Regions from separate parts of the Mus musculus genome. Here all the other regions are linked to region 1. Evidence: chromatin contacts called from public HiCAR-type and HiChIP or PLAC-seq data. All regions are on one chromosome and are shown on one strand. Each heading gives the region's core, a stretch centred on a gene start, on an enhancer-like site or on the middle of the called end of the contact. The rest is flanking DNA. Distances are from core to core; before and after follow the strand shown. Region 1 has its middle 13 kb from the start of Gm2233. Region 2 overlaps Jarid2 (jumonji, AT rich interactive domain 2). Region 3 overlaps Gm40931 (a long non-coding RNA gene).

Region 1 (5,036 bases), core at 848-3,347:
GATGTGTGTCAATTCATGAGGTACACAAAACAACAAGAGGAATGTGAGTCTTTCCCTCGCAAGTTAGCTGGTGAGGATGCCTGGGTGAGGCAGGGCTGCTGGGAAGTTGCTCCCCACGAGGAAATGGCTCCCCACACTTATGGTAAGGAGTCCTTTCAAAGTCACTAGCAGGTGAGTTGTGACTGGCTGTGAGCCAGTTATACCACATCTCTTTGGGATCTTTCTTTCCACTCTTAGTCTCCATTTCTAATGGAAGACAGACACCAGGAAAAGAGAAGGTCTCCAAGGTACGATTGACAACTTCACAGGCTTCTAAGCCAAAGCATGCACCAAACAGACGTGTTGACAGCTGACCCAGTTGTTACAATGTCTCAGCTCTTGGTCGGTTGTATCTTGCAATGACAATTTTCCTAAGTTGCCTTTGTGGTTTAGGGGACTGCCACATGTTCGTGACACATATTTTTTAATTATCTATAAACCTTGTTCTTTGTTTTCCTTTAGTGATTTGGAAGCTGCATATGTAGCTTCCATAATAATAAAATGATCATAGGCACACCGGCTACCCAGTTAGTGAGAGCGTGGGTACACGGGCTACCCAGTCAGTGACTTCCAGGTGTGGCGACATGGCTGCGTTCTCCATGGAAAATGGAAGTGTTGTAGATTGCTTCCAGACTTGGCGGAAAATATTACACAAGAGCTCCTCTGGGGGCCTTTCCCATCTTCCAGAGACATGGAATCCAGCAGAGCGCTAAAGAAGGCAGCATGGATCCCCAAGAAATGGCATCTGCTGATCTGCCCTGTTGGCCAACTTCTCACCTCTTGAATTTGAGAGTGCAAATATCTTCATTTAAAAAAATTGGCTTAAAAGTTTCTTGATAAATACTAGTACACATTTGGGTCTTTAGACATAAACTGTATTTTGTCCTAAATAACATAGGCATTGAAAGTGTGATTATAATTAGTACCAAGATGAGCTTTCATATGTAAATCCTTACCTAAATGTTTAGGAGGAAGTTTCTTTCTTTTAAAAGGGGATTATTTTAGTGTGTGTGTGTGTGTGTGTGTGTGTGTGTGTGTGTGTGTTGGTGACCAGTGGGCCAGAGATGTCAGAGTTACAGATGGTTGTGAGCTTCTTGATGAGAGTGTTGGGAACCAAAGGAAACATACACAGGTGACCAGAAAGAGCAGTTTGTGCTCATAACCGCTAAGCCATCTCTCTACCCTATAAAAGAGTTTCCCTATTTGGCAGTCTCTGAATTAGACTCACAAAAGAAGCAAGGCAGAGGGCTCAGAGCCTGTGACAGGAAGACATACAGAAGAAATGCTGATGAACCACTGTCCAAGTGAGTCGGGTCCATTGTTGTAGTTCTCAAGACAGGACATGTGCCTTTTGGTTCCTTTTTTAAATACTGAATTTAACCTTAACATTCTTCTGTATATAATAGAATTCTGCATACCTGAGATGTATCTGAGATTATTTTTGTGAGGTCTTGTCACCCAATACAAAATTCTCAGAGAGCTATCTGCAACATGTAAGAAACTGCTCTGCTCAGTTTATTGCTTGTTGGGATGCCATGAAGTGTTTGGCTCAGCCGGGAGACTCTTCAACTACAAGAAAGGGGACAGCCATCTCCAGTGGGCACTGTCAGGACTTGAAGCATCCAAGATGGTTTCTCTGTCTTTACTGTCTTGCTTAATGTAATTCCTGGGCATATAAACACCTAACTTGAACAGCCTAAAAACTTGGCCGCCTCTATCTATTTTCAGATTTGGACATAGGCATTAAAAAAAAAAAGAGTCATATTTAAGAGATGAGGGAGAGAGCCACCTCTTGACAGAGCAGGTTGTATTTACAAAGGAGAAAGGCACTGGCTGCGCATACAGTCTACCTACTACAGGGAATTGTAATATAACAAAGAATATTTCTGTTCTTTATCCCCAGTTCCTAGAACAGAGCTTCAAAAACTCTTGGATCTTTCAAAGTGACACATGTCTAATTCTTTTGTTGTTCATAACAAGGGCCCCTTTCTATCATAGCTGGGCATATGCTAATGAAATGACTCATTATACAGAGCTCTCAGACAGCATCCGGTAATCCCAGTCCCCCCCTCCCCAGACCCCCCACAGGGTTAGAACTTTGGAATTCCAGCCCCACCTCTCAATGTCCTGAGAGGGGAGAGAGACTGGAGATTGAATGCAATTCTAATCGCCTGTGATTAAATCAATTATGCCTATATAATGAAACCCCGATACAAATTCCCAGCACATGGAGGCTCAGGCAGGTTCCCAGCTGTGGCACATAGCCTTGTGCTGGAAAACATTCATGGAGTCTGTGAAGAGCTGGACACCAAGCCGCCAGTCCCAGACCTCACCTTGTGAAATTCTTCATCTGGGTTAGCATTTGCCTGCTCTGTAAGTAAGTAATAACAGCAAGAGGGCAGGAGAGATGGCTCTGTGGGTGAAAGTGCTTGCAATTCTGCCCCAAGACCCAAGTTTGATCCCCAGGAGAGACATAGTAGGAAGGAGAGGACTGGGACTGACTTGGTGTCTGGGACCTCCATGTGTGTGCCATGACACATGCACATATACACATGCACATAGATAGATAGATAGATAGATAGATAGATAGATAGATAGATAGATAGACAGACAGACAGACAGACAGACAGATAGATAGATAGATAGAAAAACGAACAGTAAGAATAGCTCTTTCTCAGGTTACAGGAGTCACCTAGTCAACTAGTCTCATGACTAGTTGAATTGTTGAGAGTTGGGGGGAATCCTCCAAAACTGTCATCATTTCAGACAAAGGTGTTATTTGGGATGTGACTGCTGAACTTGTGGGATGGAAGCTGGCTCTAGTTCACTGGCATCAGCCTGGACTTGTAGGATAACCAGTTGGTATCAGAGGACGCCTGTGGGAAGGCAACTCCCTATAACATCACCTAGAGGGCCCGAGTTCAGTGGCTCATGTATGCATGGCCCATGTGCCCCTTGCAAAGATATCATTTTCCTGTCGGTTAATGTTGGCATGTGCACTCATAATGAATAAGCAGCTAGAAGGTGTAGGCAAAGCACTTTATAAACTAAAGAACATAAAACAAGTATTAGCTAAAATTATGTACCAGACCCTGATGCATAGTCAAACATCTCAGAGCACGAGTACTCGGTGGCTAGAGCCTCAGCCACGTGCCAGCCAAGTGAGAGAAGTAATGAATGTAGATTCCCAAACTAAAGATAGAACTTTCGCTCTATGTGGCTTCCGTGTGCACTTCTGGAATCCTTTTTTTTTTTTCCCCCATTCAATCCCAGGCAAAAACTTGGCAAATGTCTCCTCATGAATCATCTTCCAGTGGCGCTTGCTATTCCACACCAGCAGAAGAATTATGTGAGGCCACAGTCTTGGCTGGCTTGCACTCAAAGAAAACACGCTATCCCAAAGTCCATGTGGTGTTTGAACTGGCTCTCAGCTCCTGCATCCAGTCGGCCCTTGAAGCAGAGTTAAGATGGGCTCCCATCTGAATGCTGTGGGGATGTTGGTTGAGACTCAGCAGAAGAGATGGTGCTGGCTAGCTGATGGCATAATATCCACCCCCCAGAATTTTGCCATGCCCATTCATGAAGTGGAACATGTGCCTGTCCCACTTCAAGCATTCAGCTATTGCCTTTTCAGGTCTACTGTGCACCAGAGGAAAGGAAGACAAAAACAGGGGCGATGTCACAGTCATCAAAGCAACACTGTGAAAGTATGGCATGTACAAGTGGTGTCCCCAAGGCCATGAGGATTAGAATGTGGAAAATGCCCATCAACTTAACTCAAGTACATATGGAGTCATTTTACCAACACAGAAGAGGAGCCAGGACACGCAGTCTCCAGCTTCAAGTCCTTAATGCACACATCAGAGTGCACACATCAGAGTGCACACATCAGAATGTACACATCAGAATGCACACACAATGATCATGTCACACTTTGCATGACTTCTATAAAGTTCGGACAAAGGAAAATTGAAGAACAGCTAATCAAAATGCCATCCACAGGCTGGGTTTGTTGGCACATAATTGTGAATCTCAGGATTCAGGAGGCCGCGGCAGGAAGCTCAGGAGACCCTGGGGCCAGCCTGGCCTACATAGCGCAGCACCATTTAAGCAACAACAATAATCACAACAACTAACTAAAGGCTCACGATCAGAGACAGGTGTGCGTAGAAATCATCTCCCGCTTTTTAAATGGCCCCATCTCTTCACACAGCTTCCCAAAAAAGGGAAGCTTCCAGGTCATTTGTCGCCATCACAAAACTTATGAAAGTGAGATGGGGTGGTGTACATTATTTTGGCCCACAGGCTTCAAGTGGAGTTGTATATTTCCCTAAGGGGACAAAAATAGAACATTTATTAAATGGCGAGTTATTCGAAAACCAGCACAGGCCCCAGTTGTCTTTCAAAGGCTCTGATTTACTGCGTACTTTTCCCTTGAGAAAGGCCTTTTGAAAATGTTCATTTCCATTTTAAGAGACTCCGGGTTCTGATCTGTTGGGAGGGTTCTCGCTCTTTCCCTGACTGGGGCAGAATTGGAGCCTTGCTCTCAGGGCCTGGATCTTTCCATGGCCTGTGCCGGGCATCTGAACATCAAGTCCTCCAAGTGTATTGTCACCCTAGTTAATCTGAAGGTCAGAACTGGTGTCCCTCTACCAGGTGACATCTTCATACCCCAGTAAAAAGCCTAGCACAGTAGCTAAGAGACAGAGGAGATGGGGTGTTCCAACACCCCAAAGCCTGTGCCTCAATGTTACTCCAAAATTTCATATTAAATGTAATCTCGTTGCTAAAGTAAACTGACAGTCATAGAAATCTTAGATGGTGCTTTGCATCAGAAAATATACCTATGTATTTTTACATTGTTTGGGTGACAGTGACACTCGTGGAGAGCCAGCTGGCTAGAGCTGGTGTGCTCTAGACAAGCTGAAAGACAAAGGTTGGCTCAAGCCACTTTTAATATCACACCTAGAGGGTGAGAAGATGCTCTTTAGGGAAAC
Region 2 (5,036 bases), core at 1,027-3,526, 910 kb before region 1:
GTTAGCTCGAACTGATACTGTAATTAATTCTACTCTCCCGCCTTCCTTTTTCATTTGCGACAATGAAATCTTTTGCTTTGATTTTTTAAAAAGTTTACTTTTATGTGTATGAATGCTTTCCCTGCGTGTGAGTAAGCTACCACGGGCATAAGCCAGATCCCTGAACCTGGAGTGACAGGTGGTTCTGAGCCATTCCATATGGGTGCTGAGAATCAGGCCTGGGTCCTCTACAAGAGAACAAGAGCTCTGTTCTGCTAAACCAGCTCTAGCACCCTGCAACAGTGGAGCACTATTTAATGCAATAGAAAAAGATTTGCACTAATTAAATCTTAACTCTACAAAGTTATTTCCTATTTCTACTGTCCTATAAATTCAGATTAAATAACTACTTAGCACTCGAGTGCACCAACAAAAAGAAAAGGCCACCATCACTGTCATCCAAGAGAATGAGACACTGGGAGGGGTGGATGGTCAGTCACACAATAGTGAATATATAACCATTATATAACCATTATTTAACCATTATATAACCATTGACTCAAAAAATGCACTCTCCAAATGCAGGTGAAAGCTGATGTCAGGGACATGAATACCACCCATGCTAAAAAGCACAGATACTATCACACATTCCAATGTATCTACTGAAGCGACTAGTTTTTCCAGCCTTCAGTTCTAGTGATGGTTCCCTTTACAAATGGGGAAAGAGGCTCCTTATGGTATACAGTAAAAGGTTCGTCATAGAAAAGTACAGGCCTAGTATAATGACACGACGCCTCTGGTGTGTGTTTAAATCTGCTAACATACAAAACAGCAATGTGAGACACTATTGAGAGGTTAAAGACAATGACTAGGAGAAGTTATTATACAGACCCAACATAGACCATATGCTATTAGACACCAAGGAAAGGAAGGCAAAACCAGAATTTGAGCTATGCATCTCAACTTGCAAGCACAAATCATGGCTAATTTCCTTCACCTAATTTTTCTCTGTACTTCATTAAAGATAGACATCTAAATTGTTTCCAAAGGGTCATTATAGTCAAGATGAATCAACCAAGAAAAGAAGTTCAAACCAAGGGAACTTTTTCCTTTTAAAATATAGTCATAGGGGCTAAAGAGATGCCTCAGCAGTTAAGAGAACTGATTGTTCTTCCAAAGGTCCTGAGTTCAATTCTGACCACCTGCATTGCAAAATTATAGTCATAAAGATCAAATGCAAATTTAAAAGTAAATTTTAAAGGGGGTGGACAATAAGACATAAAATAGGGTGGTTGCTAGCAAAGAGATCTTTAAAGACCCAGTTGGAACCGTTATGTAATTTCACTGCCACAAATCTTAAAATAGCATTAGCCTACCTACCACCTTACTGAACTATCTTAAATTATGTAGAAAAATCATATAAAAACAGTTTGGTTAAAATCAGACATATTAAGGTTGTAGACAGTAAATTAATATTTTCATGACAAGAACAATTATTTGCTAATAATACCACAGGAAGTCTCTATCATTTTGGGAAAGAAATCTCTTCAGAAATGACAAAAACGCATTTAATACAGATTTCAAAACAGCTGCTGATTAAGAATAAATTTGATGGGCTCATGAAATAATTCAGCTGTTAAGAGGATTGGCTGCAGCAGGGCAATGGTGACGCACGCCTTTAATCCCAGCACCTGGGAGGCAGAGGCAGACAGATTTCTGAGATTGAGACCAGCCTGGTCTACAGAGTGAGTTCCAGGACAGCCAGGGCTATACAGAGAAACCCTGTCTCGAAAAAAAACAAAAACCAAAAAACAAAATAAACAAAAAAAGAGGGAAGGGGGGATTGGCTGCTATTCCAGGGGTCCTTGAGTTCAATTCTCAGTACCACATAGTGGCTCACAACCATCTGTAATAATATCGGATTCCCTCTTCTGGCCAGCATGGTGTCACAGGCAGGAACAAATTTCACCCGGGCCATTAATGACTTTTATCCATCTTTGTTTTTGAGGATTGTTACTGGGAAAGCTTTAGTTCTGACTCCTGTGGTAGATTCACACTTGCTCCCATGTGGCAAGCATTAGCAACTGAATTGACAGTCCCTGCCCCATGATGTATTTATTCACTAATGCTTGGGTACTAACCTTTTCCTCGACGGCCCTTCTTCAAAATCTGAAGAACTAACATCGTTGCTAGTAGAGGACACTTGGGAGGCATCATCCTTCTCGTTCTCTGACTGCTCTGAGGCTGGTCCTAGTGCCTTAGCCTGGGCATTACCAAGAAGCCCTACAGGTGAGAAAAGGGACAAACACTTAAACACATTACATCAGAGCAGCACTTTTCCTTCTACCCTGTGCCCAAGCTGACAAGGACAGAAAACTTACATACACATACAATCCTTTAAAGGGGGTAAGAAAAATTAGCCTCACTCCATAAGAGAATCAAAAGCTTAAGAAGGAAACAATTAACAAGGAAATTCAAGACAGACAGGCAGGCGCACGCGTGAGTGCTGGGGTGTGTGTGTGTGAGAGAGAGAGAGAGAGGGGGGGGGGGGGGGAGCTGGATCGGGTTTTGATACAGAGAAAGGATCTCAATGCAGTCTGACCTGAGTGAGTGATCCTATTGTTTCAGCATCTAAGATGCTACCTATTAGATAGAGACCTGACTAAAGTACGTTTTATTTTGAACATCTCTTGTGCCTCAAGGCTAGAAAAGATGTGACAATTATCATAAAAACCCAATGAGTCATTTCTAAATAGCTACCAACTGGTAAATATTTACTTTATAACAAAAATTGACCAATACCAGCTACCCACAGAAACATCATAAACACATCTTAGAGGCAAACTGGAAACCCAAATAGAGCCCTTAACAACGTAGCTTGTACCCAGTCTTGTCTCAGACCTAGTCAAAGAACAATTGCTCTCTAGATCTGAAGTCCTGATGCGTATATACACACTACCATGGATGCACTCCTGTGGACACAAACATGGAAAGGTCCACCACAGGATCCCAGAAGCAGCAATCACCAAATATAACAGCAGAAAGGATTAAATGATGTTAATGGTTCCTAATTTTGCCTACTTGTTTCAATGTTCTTTGCAAATCTAAAAAAAAAAAATTGTATATTTATCCAAAATATCATTTCTATTAGCAGTACATTGGCACACCAATACTGGAATTATACAAATATGATTTCCAACACCATTAGAAATGTGACTGGGGCCCTTCCGCTCCACTCGCGCCCCGAGGTACCTTGCCAGCGGAGGCGCCCACGCAAGGGCCCACACAGGATTCCCCATGGGATCCTAAGACCTCGGGTGAGTGGAACACAGCCCCTGCCCCAATCCAATCGCGCGGAACCTGAGACTGCGGTAAATAGGGAAGTGGACTACCCGGGCCTGACCTGGGGCACAAGCCCCTTCCGCTCCACTCGCGCCCCGAGGTACCTTGCCAGCGGATGAGCCCGACACCCGCAAGGGCCCACACAGGATTCCCCACGGGATCCTAAGACCTCTAGTGAGTGGAACACAACTCCTGCCAGGAGTCCGGTTCGAACACCAGATATCTGGGTACCCTCCCTGCAAGAAGAGAGCTTGCCTGCAGAGAATACTCTGCCCACTCAAACTAAGGAGAGAGCTACCCTCCCAGGTCTGCTTATAGAGGCTAACAGGGTCACCTGAAGAACAAGCTCTTAACAGAGACAACTATAACAGCTAGCTTCAGAGATTACCAGATGGCGAAAGGCAAACGTAAGAATCAATATGAACTAACCAGTACCCCGGAGCTCTTGACTCTAGCTGCATATGTATCAAAAGATGGCCTAGTCGGCCATCACTGGAAAGAGAGTCCCATTGGACATGCAAACTTTATATGCCCCAGTACAGGGGAACGCCAGGGCCAAAAAGGGGGAGTGGGTGGGTAGGGGAGTGGGGGTGGGGGTGGGTGGCTATGGGGGACTTTTGGTATAGCATTGGAAATGTAAATGAGCTAAATACCTAATAAAAAATGGAAAAAAAGAAAAGCAATCATAAAAAAAAAAAAAAAAGGAAAAAAAAAAAAAGAAATGTGACTGGGGCCAGAATATAGTTCAGCAGTGAAGTCTGGTTCAATATCTTAGCAAGAAAAGGGAAAGACTCGGAAATAAAATTTTGATATCCCACCTCCAATTGTAGTATACCTATTTTTTATTATGATTAAATAGTGTACACACACACACACACACACACACACACACACAGGAAAATTCATCAGAAAAAAAGGGTGAAAAGTTTTCAAAATGTCTACTATATTGACTTTAGGATATACAAGCAAAGAACACAACACATATATGGTCATAAAGACTTTACACATCAAGTAAGGAACAAGTGATAGGAAAAAGCTAGTGAATGGAAATCAGTGCAAATCACCAACACATAAATAAAAATCTAATAGGAAACTACGATGCAACTCTAATTGGATAATGGAAAGAAACTAAGGAACCATGGGATACAAACTAGGTGGGGATGGGTAAGAAGTGATCAGAAGACAGGCTACTGACACTGAGGAAGGTCCTTTAGAACACATTGGAAGCTTTATTCCTGCTTTACCAGGAACTCCACACAGAAAGAACTTGTCCAATTTGAACATGTCCCAGATGCACATGTGCTCAATTCTGCACTACTGTTCCCAGGTGAGGTAATGCTAGTTGGAATCCATGACTAATGTCAGTTAATGGAAGACCTATTGTTCCTGAGCTACTACTAAGCTGGAGTAAACTTGAACAAGAAAAGAAGAACCCAGGCAACTGACTATAATTATAGGTAACAATTCAGAGTGGTCTTCATAACCAGCGAATTTTAGATAACTTTTCTCAATAGTTCTGTCGAGAGGCTTCCAAGAATCAGATAAAAGGATAAATATAAACCGAACAAAACAAAAAACCCAAGCCAACAAGCACAGTAGGAAAGAACTTAGGGAAGAAAGTACACATCTAAAGTACAAAATGCCTTAAAATGGCCTCTACCCAAAAGCAAACTATTAGGAGAATGCATAGGGAAATGGTATGCGATCTCTCTTAG
Region 3 (5,036 bases), core at 917-3,416, 650 kb before region 1:
AGTGTGTGCAGTGATGGAGGGGAGAGGTGAGGAGTGTCAGGAGGTGCCCGGGGAAGTTTGGGGCCAGGCCTCAGGTGATAGGCAGGTGGTAGGTACCCTGGTGCTGAGCAGATTAGGGTGGATCAGGGCTGGCTGGGGGGTGGGGGTGGGGGACCTGAGCGATGGAATGGGCTCCCTCCTTTGCCCATCCTCAGATCCACGGGTTGCATACCTTTGGGAAGTCTGGTTGAAAGGCAGGAGGCGTGTACTTACAGTGACTCTGGAAATGGAGGTGAGGGGTCTGTGATACTGAGAACAGGGAGGAACAGGAAGTGAGAGCCCAGATCTGAGAGGCCAGCCCTCTTCAAATTCCTTGATCTTGGGAGACAATACCAGACTGGTCATAGATTCCAGAGGGGGCAGGGGCAGAGGGAGAGGGAGAGGGAGGAGGAGGGACAGAGACAGAGACAGACACAGAGATACAGAGATGAACCAGAGACGGAGAATGAGGACCTAAGACTGTGATAGAACAAGCATAAAGCTCTGGCTCCAGGGTTCCATCTGTCGTACCACACCCAGGAGAGAAATACAACAGGATAGGCAAGCCGTAAATTCTGGCGTCCGTCAGGAGAGAAGATACTGAGAAGAGGAAGAGAGAAAGCCACGGGGTTTCCAGTGGAGTCTGTGAAGGCAGGCAGGCAGGCAGAGTGATTGAGCTCATGGCAGAGCTGCAAGGTAGGATGGGGTGTGGGCAGCTTTAGAGAGAGAACAAAGGCCCTGAGGGTCAAGGAAAGGGCCCCAGGCTTTAGCCAGTGTCTGAAAGGAAAAGACAGAAGGAAGGAAAAGAGAAAGTTACTCGGGCCACCTGGCAGTGCTTAGGGTGTTTATCGCCCATCTCTTTACCATGGGCTTAGGCGAATCAGCCTTCATGAGGGTGATCTCTTGTCCAGGTGACAGGCAGGACCTGCTGGGATTTTTTAAAGTTTTTGTTGTTGTTGTTGTTTATGTGTATGGTGTCTGTGTGGCTACCTGTGGAGTCCAGCGCTGGCTCTCTTGGAGATGGGGTTACAGGAGGTTGTGAGCCATCTGGTGTGAGTTCTAGGAACCAAACTAGGATCCTCTGGAAGATTAGCAAGCTGGACCACCTCTCCAGTGCCCTGGATTAAGTCTTAAGAAAGAGGAGAAGATAGTACGTGATGCTCTTATCTTGGAGCAGAGCAGGATATCATGTCTACACACAGGGCCAGGGCATTTCTTTCTTTCTTTTTTTTTTTTTTTTTTTGACTGGAAGGCCCAGGGAACCGCAAAGGTGATGTACTTTTTCAGTCTTACTAGGGGGAGCAAGAGGCAGTGCTCAAAGCTGACTCGAAGACTTTGAGTCAGCATTTAAGGCTGTTATAACAATCCTCTTCCCTCGGGACTCGAGACTCCAAAGGATTTAGAGGCAGAGCTGAAATTAAGAAATATGTATGACCCATTTTTCCCCCTCATGAAAATCTGGAGATCTAATCCAAAATTGCTCACTGGAAGGCATGAGTGTCGGGGCTGGAGTTTGGATCATTCGCTCATGTATGACTCTCAGAACAGGTGCTCATTTAGAGAGGTAGCAGAAAAGCAGACCAGGGGACACCCCTAACCCCCTGCCTCACCCACACACATGCCAGGCTCCTGCAAGCTTGGGTCCATTGTCCAGACAGATCCAAGGACATGTTCAACTTCTGGTCAAGGACATGAATACAGGCTTCTGTCCCTAAGTTGTCTGGTCCATCTCTGTCTCCTTTCCTCATCACAATTAACAGACTGGTATTGCGAGGTTTTCAATCTTTAACAGACTTTAACGGCTGATGTTGTTAGAGGTACCACAACTCTTCTCCCAGGAAGCCAGGAGAGTCCTGCCAATCGTGTGTGTTGCTAATGAATTATGGTTGCATCATTTGAAGTCTTAACCTATGAGAGTTTTTTTTGTTTTTTGTTTTTTGTTTTTGTTGTTTTGTTTTTTCCTTTCTTTCTTGCCAGAACCTTCCTCAGCATAGTGCAGGGTCAAGTGTTACCTGCTAGCAAGTTCCTATCTTGGACTCCAGCCACTGAGCCTCTTGCTCTCCCTTCCAGGGCCCTGGGAGAGGAATGAGCTGCCAGGAGACCCTAATCATATGCATGCTGTCATCTGGAAATGATTACAGTGAGAGGACAGGGAGAACCCACGTTGATAGCATTGATTAGTTTCTTATTTCTAAGCAGAGAGAGCGCCCCTCTCTATTGCTTAAGATCCTGTTCCAATTTGTTCAGATTTTTCTCTTTGGTAGTGTAAAAAGCAAACTTATTTTGCCTTGGGAGCCCAGGACTACACTGGGCTTTGAAGACTGCAGCCATCTCTACAGGAGCTCTAGAGGCAGCTTCAACCAATGCTCAGCCTGAGATTAGCACATCAAAGGCCAGAGGTGGTCCCGAAGGGCTGGAGGAGCTTGGGGATCTAGGGATGTGGGGACCCAGGCTAGGATGGAATAATAATAATAAAAAAAAGGCTTACATTCCAATTCTTCAAATCTTTCAATTGCACGTTTGTGATCGTGAAAACCGCAGGCCGAACATACACAGGCACGCACGCACGCATGCACACGCACGCGGGCGTGCCCTGCTTTCCGAATACAAAAGAGGAATTAGAAATGAGCCAAAGAAAGAAAGCAAAAGTCCAATTTTCTCTGCCGTCTTTTCCCTAGAACCCAGAACGAGGCGCATGGAAACACTAGGTTTCCAGCTACTGCTTCAGAACCTTCCCTTGCACTAATTGCTAGGTTAAAACGAACCTCCAGAAAATAAATTCTGTCATTGCCCTGGGGTGCTGAGCCAAAATAACAACGGCAACCCTTAATAGCCAGGCTGAGCTGTGGAGGCCACAGTTATTTTTATCCTAACAAGAGGCACTGGTGATGTAGAGGAAATTGTCTCTTGGGGAGAGGATTCCTTTCGTGACTTGACCACAGCAGTAATAAGTTTCCGGGGCCCCTAAGCAGGTGTGTAGAGATGGGCGACCTTGAATGCAGATGAGGAGAGAGGATAAGAAAATTGACAGAAACCCAAACTCCCGAGATAACCTGTCGTGGAAATAAACAAGCTTGCAGAAGTGAAACACCAGGCAAGTGATAGGAGGAGGAGGCCTCTAATGAACTGGGTTTTGAAGGAAAACCCATTTGGATTCTTCTCGTGTCAGAAGTTTGTACTTAGGTAGGCTTATCTGTCTAGAAATGAAGTTACCCGACTTTGTGTCTAAAACAAATGTCTAAATTCTAAAGGGGTATAGGGATATACTCACTCTTCTCTAAAGCTTTAAGGGTTTAAGATTGATCAAAACGGTAATAGTAGAAAAGTTTGTTTAGGTTACTGATTAATTTTTGGTACAATTTTTAAAAAATAAAGATTTCTTTATTTTTATTATGTGTACGGGTGTGTTGTGTATTTGTGCGGGGGAGGGGGTGTCTGTGCTCATGCATGCTGGTGCACACAGAGAGGAAACTGCTGGTCCCCTCCGTCCCTCCTCCCTCTTCTTCCTCCCCTTGTTTTGGTTCTACATAGCCCTGGCTGTCCTGGAACTCACTATCTGGACTAGGATGGCCTCGAACTCATAGAGACCTCCTCTGCCTTCTGCTCCCTCCGCTCTCCTAGGCAGGGTCTGTGTGACTAGCCCTCATCTTCACTTCTTTCCTAAGGCTGCTAGGCTCATTTATCTCTTATTATTACGCACTGAGCACGGAAGGGGATACAAACATTTAAGGCATGGAAAGTGGTGACCTGGCCCGGGTCCAAAATGGGAAGACAGAGGCAAAAAAATATAAGTGGAAGTGTGATATCCCTTTCCTATTCAAGTCAGTACGCTTCGGCTGTGATGTGTTTATTTAATTCAGTTTATTTTATTATTCTCTCTGTCCCTCTCTGTCCCTCTCTGTCCCTCTCTCCCTCTTCCTCTTTTCCTCCCTCCTCTTCTTCTTACTCTTTTAACTTAGTCTTTTGTACTCTGGGGTGGCCTTAGAAGTGGCTCTGCAGCCAAGGATGACTTTGAACGTCTGAATGTCTCCAGGAACACGACTGCAGGTGCTCGCTACCACCACACCCTGTTGGTGCTGTGCTTGGCTTGAATTCAGGGTTTTATGTGTGCTGGGCCAGCAGCGCTAGTCTCCCTTCTCTGAACCCTCGGCTTTACAAGTTTCTTAACGGCTGAAATAATTCATAAGCCATCCGAAGAGGAGGGAAAAGGGCATAGCATTGATTGGGCGTCTAGTGTGTGCCTGGCATCCGTACTTGATAGTTCTCACAAAGATTAAATAAAGGGTCCTTCTGATCGTAGATGGGTGTGGCCAGGCACCTCACCCTCTTGACACCGTGGTTATAATGTCTTTACTGACAGGCGTTCCCTGCTAAAATGGACAGCACCCCCAAACCATGAGCCAAAAATAATCCTTCCTTAAGTTCCTTTTGTCACAGCAATGAGAAAGAGCCAGCACTACTCGACCTCAGCGGGGATGGGGTTGGGGGTGGGGCTGCCCAGGGGGCCCGACTGGGGCTCTGTGTAGGTTTCTACGCCTCTGCTATTGGCTACTCTGTGTCCATTTCTGCTTTGATTTCTCACAGCTTTATCCGTGCAATTTAAATCTACATCCAGGTTTGAATTGGAAAATTGGGGATTATATCTATGCGTGCTTTTGGCAACAGCTGATTTTGTGGTTTACATAATTGGAAACAAGAGAAGGGTTAGAACTCTAGCTTTGTCCACCGGCTCAAGCTGCACGCGTGCTTGACAACCGTAAATTGGCTGAGTTCTTTTTCTGGACGCCAGATTCCAACCTTGTTCTGCCTTTTGTTGCAGTTTTGTGTTAATTGGATGTTAACGAAAGTCAAGGGCAGGTTGTTTTGGAATTAGCTGACCATGGACCCGTGTATAGTTCATTTTAACCCGAACCATTATAACATGACGTTGTAGTTTATGTCAGTGCGTACATTGTAAGAATAATTTTAAGCCCACATTAAAATTTAAGAAAGTGTTTGGTGGGATTGATTTTGTATGG

Evidence for each region. HiCAR-type assays count read pairs that join an accessible place to other places. HiChIP or PLAC-seq counts read pairs in DNA pulled down with a chosen protein or histone mark.
Region 2: a HiCAR-type map of embryonic stem cells shows a contact between it and region 1, with 5 times the contacts expected there. The contact joins two enhancer-like sites. A contact is called at or near these places in 1 of 39 promoter capture datasets (cranial neural crest), 1 of 484 Hi-C or Micro-C datasets (bone marrow-derived macrophages), 3 of 115 datasets of contacts at active chromatin or transcription factors (differentiating embryonic stem cells, embryonic stem cells and neural tube) and 1 of 9 other capture datasets (embryonic stem cells).
Region 3: a contact with region 1 is called in an H3K27ac HiChIP or PLAC-seq map of embryonic stem cells, with 3 times the contacts expected there. The contact joins two enhancer-like sites. A contact is called at or near these places in 3 of 115 datasets of contacts at active chromatin or transcription factors (bone marrow-derived macrophages, embryonic basal ganglia and embryonic stem cells) and 1 of 9 other capture datasets (embryonic stem cells).

Annotation. Positions count from the first base shown.
Region 1 is chr13:43,933,827-43,938,862 of GRCm38.p6, reverse strand. No RefSeq gene overlaps it. Among named protein-coding and RNA genes, the nearest start is that of Gm2233, 13 kb to the left of the region's middle. Within about 2 kb of position 2,097, at least 20 of the 459 cell types and tissues checked have an H3K27ac peak or open chromatin away from gene starts, as enhancers often do. A contact at or near this core is called in embryonic stem cells, where this site is marked.
Region 2 is chr13:44,845,506-44,850,541 of GRCm38.p6, reverse strand. It overlaps Jarid2 (jumonji, AT rich interactive domain 2), which reads right to left. Exons shown (of 18, transcript NM_001205043.1): 3 at 2,121-2,262. Among named protein-coding and RNA genes, the nearest start is that of Jarid2, 120 kb to the right of the region's middle. Within about 2 kb of position 2,276, at least 4 of the 459 cell types and tissues checked have an H3K27ac peak or open chromatin away from gene starts, as enhancers often do. A contact at or near this core is called in embryonic stem cells, where this site is marked.
Region 3 is chr13:44,580,036-44,585,071 of GRCm38.p6, reverse strand. The region is part of intron 2 of Gm40931 (a long non-coding RNA gene); the gene reads left to right. Among named protein-coding and RNA genes, the nearest start is that of Gm34276, 14 kb to the right of the region's middle. Within about 2 kb of position 2,166, at least 43 of the 459 cell types and tissues checked have an H3K27ac peak or open chromatin away from gene starts, as enhancers often do. A contact at or near this core is called in embryonic stem cells, where this site is marked.